3 separate regions of the Mus musculus genome follow, and regions 1 and 3 are each linked to region 2. A link is a contact called in public promoter capture Hi-C data. All regions are on one chromosome and are shown on one strand. Each heading gives the region's core, a stretch centred on a gene start, on an enhancer-like site or on the middle of the called end of the contact. The rest is flanking DNA. Distances are from core to core; before and after follow the strand shown.

Region 1 (4,520 bases), core at 892-3,391, 990 kb before region 2:
CTACACACTAGACACTGTATATCTATCGTAAGCTTGCTTGACATAAGACATAGCTTATGCAAGCCCCCTGATCCCTACTTTTCTATCTTCTTTATCTTCTCATCCCCTCAGCAGCCTGTCACTGGAGAATGACCTGCTGGTCTAGGTCAGCTATAGATGGTTATAAACTGCCATTTGGGGACGTTGGGAATCCAACCTGGATCTTCTACAAGAGCAGTCACTGCTCTTAACCACTGAGCCATCCTTCCCGTCCTTGGTTTTGGGTTTCTTAAGACAGTCTCGCTACTTAAGAAGCACAGGCTGACTTTAATTTGAGGTAAGCCCTTTCTGCCTCAGCCTCCAAAGTGCTGGGATTACAGGAATGAAGTGCTACGCCTAGCCTCATATAGCCTGGCATAGATTTCATGTATTTATATGTAGTAGCCTGCCTTGGGCATTGCAATGTAATAACAGAAAATGGACTAATACAATCAGTAAAACTTTCTGGCTAAATATTATAGTAAAAATATAATCAAAAGAAGACAAACCTGTTCTTCAGACTCTTCCCCACTCTTGCTCAGGGTAGTTACATTGATTTGGATGCCATTCTACAAAACAAAGGTATAGGTTGGACAGATACTCACTTTACATATTGAAAATAAACTGACTGTGCGGGCAAGTTCAAATATTTCTTGGATTCAGAAGAGATGATGAAGAATCTCCAAAATTCTAAAAGAGAGGAAATAAGTCCATATCTCTATAACTTTACAATCACCCAGTATTTATTTGGTTTCCGGGTGCTTGTCCGCACAGTTGCTATTTTACCCAGAAGAAATTGCGGCTCAACTACAATTTCATATACAAGTGTGCTTGAGAGTTGCAAGGTTGTTGCTACTGCTTTGTGATTTCTGTATTCAAAAGAAGAGTTCTAGCATAATTCTAAAACATTATAAGCAGAATAAAGAGCTGGAGATGGCTCAAGAGTTATAAAAGCACTTGTTGCAAAACAGGACCATGGGAAACACTGAATCCACAAGGTTATCCTGTGACCTCCATTGGTGTAAGTTCCCGATCCAACACCACATATACACAACAAGTAAAGTTTTAAACATAAAAAGTGACATTTATCATGACAGTCACTTCTGTCTTTAGTGTGTTCCTACCACATAAGTTTCTTGTCATTTGGGGAAAACTCGAATTTTATAATCTCTAAACTTTCTCCTACTATACTGAAGAAGGCCAATGTGGCAACAAGAGTAAATCATGGGCTGGCATTTTGCAATGGCAGGGTTCTCACAGTAAGCCAGGAATCTGAAAGACTTGTGACCTTAGAGCGGTTGAATCTCGTTCCCCTGGGATGTTGAAGAAACTCATCTCCGACCCATCACGCAGGAAAGGACTGCTCCTCCCACCCACCCCACCCCCACGACCACACACACACACACACACACACACACACACACACACACACAAACACACATCCAATAAAAAGCCCATCCGGGAAGCGATAGACCTTCAGCCTCCCTCAGTCGCTAGCCCGAGTGGCCCCGAGACCAAGAAAGGCACTCCCTCCTGGTCGCGGCCGAGCAGACACAGGTGGCCTGGAAAATTGCTAATTGGGCAACACAAACATCTTCAGGGCCCAGGACCGGGCGCTAACCCAGGAAGGAGCCATTACAAACGACCGAAGTCACTAGCGATCACGCATTTTCGACAGCAAAACCTGGCAGGATCCGAACCGATTCGAGAGGCGCTAGGAAACTCAAGTTCGATGGCCGCAGTCTTGACCACACTTTCAAGGACGCCTGCACGCCTTCCTTGCGTTCCCTTTCGGGGGACCCACCCCACCCGGCATCCGGGAAAGCCCCCCCTTTCTCTCCCGGCGGCCAGACCCGGTCCAGCCCCGCACTCTCGGCTGTCCACCTGCGGGAGGGGGCAGCGTCACCCCGCCCGGGCTCCCGGAGGTCCAGGCAGAGGAGCGGCTTGTTGCGGACGCCCAGCCCTACCTGCGGGGCTGTGGACGGCGGCCTGGGCGCGTTGGTGGTCAGCCATCCCGCGGCTGGCAGCGCTATGAACAGCAACAACCGGACGGACAGCGGCGCCGACAGGCCGCCCTCCATCTTGGACAACACCGGCCCGGCGCGGCGGGAGGTGAGGGCGTGGCGGTCCGGGGCGGGGCGGGGCCTAGGGGAGGGGAGGGGCTGGGGGGCGGGACCGACCCCTCCCAAATGGGGCGGGTCGACCGAGCTGCTGGGGCTGCGCAGGCCTTTGACGTCTATGGGCGGAGCCAACTTTGTGAGCGTCCTCCGGGAGTTTGAGATGAGAAAGGGGTTTTCTCCAAACAAGTGCAATTCTTTACGAAGCCTTTACTTTTGGAGTGTGATTTTGTTTTCTCTTTCGAAACAGGATCTCGAAACAGTAGCCTAGGCTAGCTTTGAACTACTTACTGATCCTGCTGGAATTACAGAAGTGTGCCACCCTCTCACCTCAACCTTGATGGTACTTTTTCATTAGTATCAATATGTCGATATACTTACAAAAAAATGAAACAACTAGTGTCTTATAAAATGTCAGGAATGATAAATAAAAATTTAGCACTTGGAGAGGTACCCGCTTTTTCACTGGCTCTCACTATGCAGCTCCAGAACCCTCTATCTACACCAAGCTGACATTCAACTTGTGACAATTCTCCTGCCTCTGCCTCCTGAGTGTTGAGATTACAGGCAAACACCACCATTCCTACTGACTCATAAATTGCCACCTCTGGCTACAGGTGAGACTTTTGTTTGTTTGTTTTGTTTTTGTTTTTCGAGACAGGGTTTCTCTGTATAGCCCTGGCTGTCCTGGAACTCACTTTGTAGAGCAGGCTGGCCTCGAACTCAGAAATCCACCTGCCTCTGCCTCCCACGTGCTGGGATTAAAGGCGTGCGCCACCACTGCCCGGCCAGGTGAGACTTTAAAAAGTTTATGAAGTACTGGGCCTCCGTACAGCCCCAAGTATCTGATTCGATTAGATTGCACTAGAGCTGGGAAAGTGATAATTTGTCATGGGTCAGGGCTGAGGACCTGGCCCTTACCTTAAATGTCCCACTGTACTTTTGGCGTCGAGAGAAAATGCCACCAAATGAAGCCCGGTTCACATGTCTCCACATTCTGCTCCATTACTTTCCTAACCTATGAAATGAAGGTGTAGACCTTTCTTTAACCTGTTAATTTTTAAAATTTTATGTAAATGAGTTGTAAACCACCATGTGGGTGCTGAGAATCAAACCCCAGTCCTTTGTAAGAGCAATAAGGGGCCTTAACCGCTGAGCCGCCTTTCCAAACCCTTTTTCTAACCCTTTAGCTTGTATTTATTGTGGAGCAAGGTGTCATGTGGACGTGAGAGGACAACATCCGGGGGCCAGTTCTCCGCTTCTGCCATGTGGCTTACGGGGATCCAACTCAGGTCGTGAGGCCAGCTGGAAAACAATTCTGTCCTAATCGCACTGAACTTCAGGGAGGGGCTGGAGCATATTGGCTGGGGAAGAGTAGGAGACCGGACCCCAGCCAGGAGGTTACTGAGAAGCCCTCAGCCGTGGTGATTTCCCACCATTGCCCTGGGGTCCCCACACTTCTGTTACTAACCCCTCACATGAGTAAGCCCAATAAACCCAAGGACTTCCTGGGCGAATGCTGGTGGGATTATATTTTGGTTTGTCATAGACCTTAGAAGTAGGGGTAGATGCTCACAGCTCCCCCGGGGAAGGAGTTTTCTTAATACAGGATTGCATACCGATTGACACGTAGTTGTATGTATGGCCTGTTAGGTAGAATAAGAAATTTATTTAGGGGGCTGGTCAGATGGCTCAGTGGTTAAGAGCACCAACTGCTCTTCCAAAGGTCCTGAGTTCAAATCCCAACAACCACATGGTGGCTCACAACCATCTGTACAGTTACAGTGTGCTCATATACATAAAATAAATCTTTTTTTTTAAAGAAATGTATTTAGTTTTTCTTTGAAATAAAACCTTTGCCATAGAAAGGATTTTTTTTTTCAGCTTTTGAAGCCATTTTCTCCTACTACCTCTGCCATATGCCTTACTTCTAGGGTACAGTAAACTGCTAGGTAGCTCTCAGATATTAGTAGGTCATTAAGGATGGATCCCCCCTCCTTCATAATCAGCAGATGGTAAATCCAGGAAATGAAATTGCTGAACTGTGACTACTAAATGCATGAGCTCTGCTGGAGACACTGTAGCAGTCTAGAATATTACTGTTTAGCTGGGGGTTTTCTGGTAAAGCACAGCCACATCACTGTCCCCATCCTTAGCAATGAATCCACCTCTCCCTTGGTACAGTGCTTCAGAGCCCTGGGTTCATTCCCAGCATTGACTGTGGGCCCATCAAGATGGTTCGGCTGATAAAGGCTCTTGCTGCCAAGCCTGAAAACCTGACTTTAGCCCTTGGAAGCCCACATGATGGAAGGAGAGAACCAACTCTTTGCAAGTTATCCTCTGATGTCCACATACCCACTGTGGTACAAGTGTGTACACACCTCA
Region 2 (4,830 bases), core at 2,100-4,599:
CTGATCAGCTGATCACAGAGCTGCCTAATCAATATTAAGCCTCTGGAACTCACTAGAATGGTAGACTTGAATAAAGACAGGGTGGCTCTGCTGGCATGAACCAACGGGTGTGAGTTGTGACAGAGCTGGGGTGGGGAGGAGTCCAGTACCAGGATGCCTCTGGAGACCACATTCTGTCACTTATGGGGCTGTCCAGTCGGAGACAGCATTGGCCACACAACTGGACTACACAAGAGAGACCTCAGCTGAATCTTGGAAGAACTGGGACGGGGCAGGGAGAGCTACTGTTACACAAACGTAACACTCCTGACATCAGCTCCAGTACAAAATGTGACTAGAGTCACCCCAGTGCGATCAGGTTGGGAAAACATGTATGATGGCTAATTAAAATCCAAGATGTGACAAGTAGAGGGGGGGAAAGTGGGTAGCAAAAGGGAACACACGAACTTTGGAAAAATGGAAGCAAGTTTTTGATCTTATATCTTCACTAGGGAAAAAATATACATGCATGCGTGCACGCGCGCACACACACACACACACACACACACACACACACATGAGCCATATGGAAATTGCAGTTGCTTCACTGTGTGAACTAGTTTAAGGGGCTGGAGTAAATGCACTTACTTCTCCTGAAGAGAACTCAGGTTTAGTTCCCAGCACCCACGCAGCAGCTTGCAACTGTCTGTACTTCTAATTTCATGGGCTCTGAGGCCCTCTGCTGGCCTCCCTGGGTACCAGGCACACACAGGGCACAGACTTTCGCGCAGACAAGCACTTGAACACATACATTTAAAAAAATTTTTTTTAAATAATGTAAGTCATGAATTTAATTAAATGAAACCTCAAAGATGGCACACACAGATGATACAACTTTAAAGAAACAGACATAAATAAATAAATAAATAAAAAGCCAAAACCAGGTACAGAGTCAACTTGTTAGGAAGAGGGGACCAAGAACACCGTGTACCTCCAGAAGTCAAAATACAAAGAGCTCCATGCCATGTAAGTCATTTTTCTCCCACTATGCCTGATTGAAAATATCCAGCTCTTCACCTTGAACCCTGCCACCCCGCTTACCTGACACCCACTTCTCTTTTTTCACCTGGAGAACCATCTGGTATCAGGCACCATCCTTGGGAAAGCCTCTGAGGGCGGGGAAGGGGGTGGCAGGAGGGGAGGGGGCAGAGGGAGGGGATGGACTTCCATTGTGCCTGGCACCTCTCCATCTGTCTGATGGATCATCCCAACCACAAACTCACTGGGAATAAAGAACTGGTCCATGGCACAGCCTCGATAAATGTTTGCCCAATGGGTGATTAGAGGAATGCCCAAGATGGCATTACTTCATCTACACACTGGATCAAATGGGCAACAGGGCAGGAGATGAATCACGTAGTTTTCGGAACCAATTATGCAATGCTCTTTGCTTTATACAACTAACAGTACACCATCAGGACCACCGGAGGGCGTGGTGTGACGCAGAGAAGGGAAAGTGGGGCTCAGAAGAGGACAGAGGAATATTTTCAGTGGCTATTATTCTGTACAACTAGGATTTGGCTGTACTAAATACCGCTTTCCCATTCAAAACCCTGGGTTCAACCTCCAGGACCCACATGGTTTTATTTATTTATTTTTGCTTTCCAAATGAGTGTCATTGTCTGCTGCTGACTGTAGTTCTGAGAGTTTTGGTATAATGGGTAATTATGATGACAGAGTTCAAACACACCATAAACAAGCGATGGGCGGCCTGTGCCTTCAATGAACTGGCTCTGCACCCAGCTTCTTAGATCCTGACTCTGAATTCTGTTCATGAACCACAAGAAGGCCTTGTGGCCCAATAAACAAGGCTTGGCACTGGGGCAAATGACTTAATGAAGGGCAGAGATGTGACGAATCAATAACACAGGACAATGAAGGACATCCTCTTTATCTTCAAACTCCCTGAAGTCTCTCCCTCCAGCGGAGAGAGGAAGGGCTACTGCAAATCCAAATGCCAAACCCTGACCCATATTCGATTTTATCTGCACTTGGATATAACCAGCTAGTGGAATTAATGTGGTATATCTCAACTGGTAGCTGTACATTAGGCTGGACAAATGAAGCTTCATTTGTATAGGTCAAAAGCTATCTTTATCTCTAATGTTATAGATTTATTTCAACCTGATAAAAAAGAAACAAAAGACCAAAGTGTATTAAAAGGCTATCTTAAGTTTAAAAAGATCTCTTTAGAAATAGACACCATCAGAATATGTCATACTTGGGCACTCTGTCAGTATTTGTTTGTATTCACGTGGCCCTTGATACACTGAGGCGGGTCCCCACAAACAATTGGAAACAAAGGTGTCCCTGGTTCATTTGCAGAGAACCCAACTTGCAGTTATGATTCCTGGGCCTCGGATGAGGATTCCCTCCACTTCTGAGAGAGCCAGACCATATACTAAATCCACCCGCCTGGAAGACCATCCCCACGTAGATACCTGCTTCCTCCTTTCTTACACGTGGGGCTGCACTCACACCTAGCCTGAATCCATTTACAGGCAGTCAGCTGCATGTGCATTTGAGAAGAGCAGAGTAGAGTCCGAGAGCATTGGTGAGTTTTCCCAACTGGGCTACTGACATGTACACACAGAGGCATGGACATAAATAGCACTTGTGAGGACTCAAACATTTCAATGATGGCAGTGGACAGAAAGGACGGGTGATCTTCCCACAGAGTAACTAAAGGTGACGACACCCATCAGGATTGATTGCTCTGTGCCGTTAACACTCACGGGGCACACTGGGTTGGCTGATCTAGGGAAGAAACTGAAGGACAAAGATGGCTGCTCTGCCCCAGAGGCAGAGCTGACAGGGTAGTGGAATCCAGACCTCACGCCTGACTCATGTCTCCGCTTCTCCAGCCCTGTTCCTACCCACACTGGGTGAATGCTGGCTTCCAGGTCTGCAGAGGCTAGTACCTCCTTCTTGTCTAACTTGATTTCTTCATGGTGATCTTAAGGGACTCGTGAAACACATGCCTCAGACTTTGGCCCTGGTCCCAGGGAGAAGGCTGGGAATGGGAGGGGACAGTGCTGAGCAAAGACCAGGAAGTGGAGAAATGAACAACAGGAAGTCACCTCAGCAGACCCCACCACCACCTTTAAACCACTTGCAATTTGGGGCAAATTCTTAATTCTCACAACCCCTCTCACTGTGGGGCTAGGAAGACAGGTCAGCCAGTAACTATAAGTCTCACACAAACCTGAGGCTCTGAGTTCAATGTTCATGGCCTACAAAACAAACAAACAAGAACAAACCAGGCAGAGGTGGCAAGCAGCAAGATGGGAGGCAGAGATGGGAGAATGACCTGGAAGCGCTGTGGCCAGCTAGCCTGGAGCTACACAGTGTAGCAGCACAGATAAGAGAGACATTGCTCACAAGGGAAAGGTCAAGAATCAATTTCCTAACATGTGCATATCCACCAAGCACTGTATACATTTGTTTTCTCTCTCTCTCTCTCTCTCTCTCTCTCTCTCTCTCTCTCTCTCTCTCTCTCACACACACACACACACACACACACACACACACACACACACACACACACATTCAGAGACATTTGGAAAGGGCTAATTATCGAGGTCCAGTGGAACTCATCCAGGTGTGCAGAACTGCTAAGCTGGGAACAGTGCGCATGGTAGCGTGTTTGTCTAGTGCGTGTAAGGCCCACGGCTCAATCCCCAGCACTTAAAGAACGGGGGGTGCCTACCTGAGTTGGGATATAAGTGCCCTCTGATAACTATTGCTGGGACGCCTTTCTCTTTCTTCCTGTTCACCTTACAAGGGAACTGGGCCCACTCATGTTTTGCGTGTGAAATTGAGAACTGAAGCATAGGTCCAGTTACCTCATGGTCAAGTGCAGCTAGGATAGCATTAAAGCTTCAACCTTAGAGCCGTTTCCTAGCCACAAGGAAAAAACCATCTTGCTAATTTGAACCTATCTGGGATGAAGCTGAGGTACACAAAAGTTCCTGTAGCAGAAAGTACAAAGGCAAACAGGGGAGATTATAGAAAACCCACACTCACTCAGTCGCCCGAGTTAGTTTACTCCTGGAATCTAGCCTCTCGTAGATGCCCTCCTCTTAGAGCAAAACAATATAAGAGAAGACAGTGGAAACAAGGCCAGCCGTTTTCTTGGAGGAAATGGGTCCTGGATTGGCAGCTCTAATGCTGTCATATTTATGCATCATTTATGTGCCCAATAAATATTCATTACCATCCAAATTGGTAAAAATGTAAAAACCATATATTTTTCAACCAAGGATTATTTACAGGTGGGGCATTTTGAAAATTCACATGCTGTCAAGTCTTATTTCCCCAAATGATGATGCCAATTTGGTTCATGATTTTCTTTGAACATTTTTGAATATGAAAATTACATTTCTGACAAATGTTAACTTATAGATATTAGTTCTCTATGCTAAAATAAGCATATTCAATAAACACATTAAAAGTAGCCCAGTTAGAAGTTGGGCATAAGGGCACACAGCTGTTATCAAAGATACTTGGGAGCTGAGGCAGGAGGATTGCTTGATCTCAGGAAGTCAGCATATACCAGGGCAACATAGATCCCCATCTCAGAAAAGAAAAAATAAACTAATAAGAAGAGGAAGAGGAGGAGAAAAGATTCAATGCAGAATGGCAGACTCTAGACTCTAAGAGGCTCATCGTATATGCATAAATGATGGGGGAACCGAAGCGTGAAGACGCAGCCTACTCAGGACATGCCAGGAGTAGACTGTATCTTTTCCATAATACCATTAGGCCATCTGCTACAGAACTAGTACCAAG
Region 3 (4,909 bases), core at 1,445-3,944, 540 kb before region 2:
TGTTTAAAATGCCCCATAAATCCTTCTGAAGATGTGTTCTCTAACTGACTACCTCACATGAGCATGAAGAATCCTTGATGGAGAACATTAAAGAGGCAGAGGCTACCATGACAGCGTCATTTGTCACATATTCTCCAAGTCACCGTTAATTCAGCCTTAGCAATGACTAGTAAAACATGGTTAAGCATTAGGCACCATGTCATACCACTGGCTTGCTTGCTCCATTTCACAGATGTGTGGAAATAATGTCTGGCTTCAATTTGTATCTGAGATCGGGGGTACATGTATTTTTTACTCTAGGTTTATTTTTAAAATAAACAAGAGCAAATGGGGATCTGCCATGGGATGTGGTCAGTCAACTTCATGTGACCTCAGAATTTGTATTAGAAAATAACTCCAGTTACTACTTTCAAAGGTGAGTTTCAAAATAACACAAGAGGAAAAGAATTCCTTACCAAGTCTAACCAAGGAGCCAAGATGCTCAAATCAGGAGGCATCAAATGGGTAATCTACTACCAACATAAGGTCATTATTGCCACCATTCCTTCTGACATCTCTGAGGTTATCTGTTCTGTTTGTTCATAGGAAACAGATGCTCAGAGACACTAAGGAATTTGCCCAAGGTTAAACAGCTGCTAAGAACTGGGAGAGAGCACAGCCCAGACTGATGACTTGAGTCCACCTCCTGGGATCTATGTAATGGAGGGAGAGAACTGACTTCACTAGTTGACTTCTGGCTTCCACACATGTACCAGAATGAGTACATGTGCACACAGATGCTAAATGAATGAATAAAGGAGTAATGTAACTAAAAATAAAAATTAGGAAGAATTAGAAACCATAGGTTAAAATCTTAGTACACTGGCTATGGAGCCTGTGTCTGATCTCTGTATCTACAAATCCAAGGCTAGGAGAAGAAAGTTCAGAGATAGAAGTAGTACTTTATGAAAGATATCTTTAGTTTCCCAATAGAGTGTCAAAGTCAAGGTCAAATGAACCAGAGTTCCAGAGAATCAGCTACTGCAAGGCCAACTGAAGGGTGTGTTAGCCCTGGCTTTGTCAGAGGCTGTAGGAGGGTTAATAGAGGTTGGCTTGAACGACTAACAGACTGCTCTGGGATAGCCTATGCTAACAGATAACATGCATATTGCCAACCAAGAGGGGTCTTTGAGTAGACTTGATTACCCATGAATTCTGCTCTCCCCTCCCCCAAACAGGACTCTGATCCATAAATAGTGTTGTGAAGATGTACTCCAGACCCTTGTATTATAGATGCACTAAAGCTATGCATGGATTTGAGAAAAAAAAATCTCTATCACATAATTCTTGACAGTGGCCTGGAGGAAATAAGAGTTGTTGACAGCCACATGCCTAGCAATCTGGCATCTGTGTTTTCTATGGAGAGCAGGGAACGATTCCAGAAAGTTCTTGAGCAGATTTCTGAGAACATTCATTTTTCTTTCAAGGTATAATCAAAAGATTGTAAGCTTCCCAGCCTGGGTGACTGCAAAGGGATGGGCCGGAAGGACATCTGCACCTCCTTAAATGAAAGCATGAAGTCTCAGAAGGTAACCACGGAGAAGAAGCTGGGATGGAGTCCCTCCACTCCCAAGATCCCACTCTATTCTCCCAGGGATTGCTAGCTTTGTGAAGTAAGACACTGTGAGATTTCCTAGTACTTCCTGGTCCCCTCCCAGGGCACACAGCCAATCAGAGGAGAAGTCAGTGTCCCCAGGTTCCTCCTGGTATCCACATGTACTTCTGAGTAAGTGTTCTGTTTGCCATTCTTGTGTCTAGAATTCTAGAATGTTGGGATATTATGGCTCCCCCTGCCCTCAGGGATTGTCGGCTGATATCTGTCTATGAGAGCAAAGAGAAAAGAGTCAACAGATGAGGGCTGTGTTTGGAAGCCCTGTGAGTAGGTATGGTGAAGAAGAGACACCGGGACCAGCTGCAGGGAGACAAATTCACTTTATTTGGGTTTTTAAGGCTTATATAACTTGGGGGGTTTGGAGGTGGTGGGGGTAGAAATATCCAGGATGGGCAAAGACTTAGGCTATAAGCATTAGCATGGCAAAGCATTTCAGGAATCTCAGGTGCTAGCTGAATGGATTCTTACTGGGAGAAAAGAAGTTGAACCTGTAATTTAACTAAGGTTATGTGCCATTCTGCATGTAGAGGCAATGTGGGGACTTTTTGAACTCCCCAGTAAAGGTCAATGAAGTGTGTCCTCCAGATAGCACTGAGCTCTGGAAGGCTAGCTATCCAGACAATGGCAGACTTCCCCCTTAATTAGCAGGGTTTTCTCACAGGATATCACAGATGTAAAAGCCCCATCTGCTCAGAGACAACCTGCTACTCTAAAGTATGCCTGTGAACCAGTGATCCCCTTTTCCTTGGTTCTCACTACTTCTTTAGCAAGGAGTAAAATTTACCCAAAACAAACAAACAAACAAACAAACAGAAAACAACAAAAATGGAAAATAATCTAGGAGGACCTTCTAAACCAGTTTCAGAAGAAATAACAAAGTTCAAAATAGGCCCTAAGTGGTAGCCCCACGAGAGCCTGTACTCCCCGCTGCCACAGTCCTGGGTCTTAGCTTCAGCTCTTCTAAATCTCTCTGAATAGGAAACCAGCACAAGGTGGTAAACACAGTGCCAGGAGAGTCACGTTCGTAATGATGATAAAAAGTCCATACCGACTTTGACACACAGCTGAGACACTGTTTATTGAGGCAGTGTGAACTCAGGATGGGGGCAGATACTTTCCAATTTCTGGAACAAAACATTGAGCCTTTGATGTTGGCATATTGGCTTCTTTCTTTGGGGTGAATTCTGGGTAGGTTTTGTTTTGCTTGTTCGATTTTTCTGCAAGCGTTTTGTGCTTCAGATTAATATGACAACCGAAGTTTGTGTTATTGGAAGAGATTCTGGCTCTCTGTGCCCAGCATTTGACTACTGAGTATATCATTAAGTGAATTTGAAAGTGACTTGGACCTTTTTTTGTTTTAAAGGAACTCTCCAGATGTGCTTCTGCCTTCTTGAGGCCTGACCTTCCTGTCTCTGATGGCATTAAGCTGACGCCACAGGCATGCAGAAGTTGTCAGTAAACCAATGAAACCCTAGGTGGAACGAGACATGGAGGGCACCGGTCACATTAGATATTAAGTTCAGCCTGTGGGTGTGGATGCCTGAGTAACTTTCCCACTGACCCTCATCACCTTTTAAAAGCAAACTGTTGAAAGGTGAGAGAGAGATGGCAGATGATGTAAAAACCATTATACCATGTTCACGTCATGTGGATCCTATACCTCTGTATTGATGCTAAAGACTGAGAACGAATGGGAACTGTAGACCCCATCCCACCCCTACAGCCACAAACACAACAGAAGTCAGGTTACTTACAAGACAATTCAGTTCTGAGATGAAACAACACGGATGGCATTTTACAACAATTCACTATTCCTTGAAGATTAAGAGCTGGTAGAAATTTTAGGCTGAGCAGAAGGATCTGTTTAGCAGAAACTTCACAAATCTGATTTATGTTTTATGAGGAATTAAATTACAGGGCTTTTTTTTTTTCCTTTTTAAAACTCTGGACCATTAAAACCAACCATTCAGCCAAAAATGTATTTGGGATTTAACATTTTCTTTTGGAAAAACATTTTTAAAAGTGATGAATTCCAGGCACTAAAGGGCTGTGAAACTCTATTTTAACAATATGATGGGGCCTACCTTCAACCAAAGCAAAGTTAATAATAATATGGTCTAAGATCAAGGCTAATAGCACATGGGGCTCAGTATCTACTTATAGACACTCTGGGAGTTGTGCGGTCTTTGGTGATAGCCATTGGGGCTGATTCTGAGTTGGTAAGCTAATCTTCCATGATCGATGCCAGAAACCAACTCACATGCCCTACTATACTTAGGAAACAATATCCTATGCTATAATGTGGAAATCTAGAAGTGTGGGTGAGCCAAGAAATCACCCTGAACAAACACAAGATTTCATCACCACGTGGAGTGTCAGGACTCTGTTCTGGCTCTAAGAAGATGGGCAGCCTCAGCCCATCAGAGCTGGTTCTGACTCAGAGCCAGTCCCAGACTCCTCCAGGTTGTTTTCTGTCAGATCGCACCGGGATGGGCCAGGCCTTATGTTTCGGTAGCCTACCCCTCTTTAGCAGGACTCACTGTCAGGTAGATGGATGAGAAAGTGGACAGGACTTTACCTCACAGGACTGGGACTCCTGAGCCAATGGGAGAAGCTATGTCAATGTTTATCAAATAAGTTCTAAATCCTCCACCCCCATGCCATGCCCCACAAAAATCACCTCAGATGAATACTTTTGTGAACTACTATGAAAACAAGTTGTTAGAAAAAAAAAAAAGCAACCAATAACCGTGGTCTTGTCAGATCACTGTGTAGGTTCCCAAATGCGAATTCTCGGTCTCTGTTCTCATCTCATCTCATGGGGGCTGGCAGCAGGCTGCTTGTGAACTGGCACCATTCCATGTTCTTACAATTTGGGTCATAAGTTGACCCAAAAAGCTTGACTTTGGCTTGGGTCACTGCAGACACAAAGGCCCCATTGGGACATGATCCCAGACAAAAGCACCATTCCTCCCGTGACTCCTAGGTCAAGTGACAGTATTCCCAGCCACACCAAGGGGACAGGCCTGGCCAGGGACACCTTTCCCTCCTCCCGCACTGAGCCTTTGAGCATCTTTCTTTGACTTTATTTTCTTTTCAAACTCCTTTCTGGGTAAATGCAGGAGATTCCAGCAGCCCCAACACCCTGGCTCATATGGAATGTATTTAGAGAGAAGGAAAAACTCCAATGGTTATATGATTTTGAACTGGCTCGGACACAGTGTGGCTGGAATTTCAGCACTGGCTTTTGTTTACGTT

Evidence for each region. Promoter capture Hi-C pulls out the DNA fragments that hold promoters and counts their contacts.
Region 1: a promoter capture Hi-C map of liver shows a contact between it and region 2, with 2.3 times the contacts expected there. The contact joins the promoter of Ginm1 here to the enhancer-like site in region 2.
Region 3: a promoter capture Hi-C map of liver shows a contact between it and region 2, with 2.1 times the contacts expected there. The contact joins two enhancer-like sites. A contact is called at or near these places in 2 of 39 promoter capture datasets (liver and stem cell-derived epiblast-like cells).

Annotation. Positions count from the first base shown.
Region 1 is chr10:7,778,776-7,783,295 of GRCm38.p6, forward strand. It overlaps Ginm1 (glycoprotein integral membrane 1), which reads right to left and starts at 2,142. Exons shown (of 8, transcript NM_001346750.1): 1 at 1,986-2,142; 2 at 528-587. The coding sequence starts at 2,099.
Region 2 is chr10:8,769,637-8,774,466 of GRCm38.p6, forward strand. The region is part of intron 8 of Sash1 (SAM and SH3 domain containing 1); the gene reads right to left. Among named protein-coding and RNA genes, the nearest start is that of Gm25410, 52 kb to the right of the region's middle. Within about 2 kb of position 3,350, at least 70 of the 459 cell types and tissues checked have an H3K27ac peak or open chromatin away from gene starts, as enhancers often do. A contact at or near this core is called in liver, where this site is marked.
Region 3 is chr10:8,228,772-8,233,680 of GRCm38.p6, forward strand. The region is part of intron 7 of Ust (uronyl-2-sulfotransferase); the gene reads right to left. 4930573G07Rik (a long non-coding RNA gene) reads left to right here. Exons shown (of 3, transcript XR_003948827.1): 2 at 1,467-1,568. Among named protein-coding and RNA genes, the nearest start is that of 4930573G07Rik, 22 kb to the left of the region's middle. Within about 2 kb of position 2,695, at least 9 of the 459 cell types and tissues checked have an H3K27ac peak or open chromatin away from gene starts, as enhancers often do. A contact at or near this core is called in liver, where this site is marked.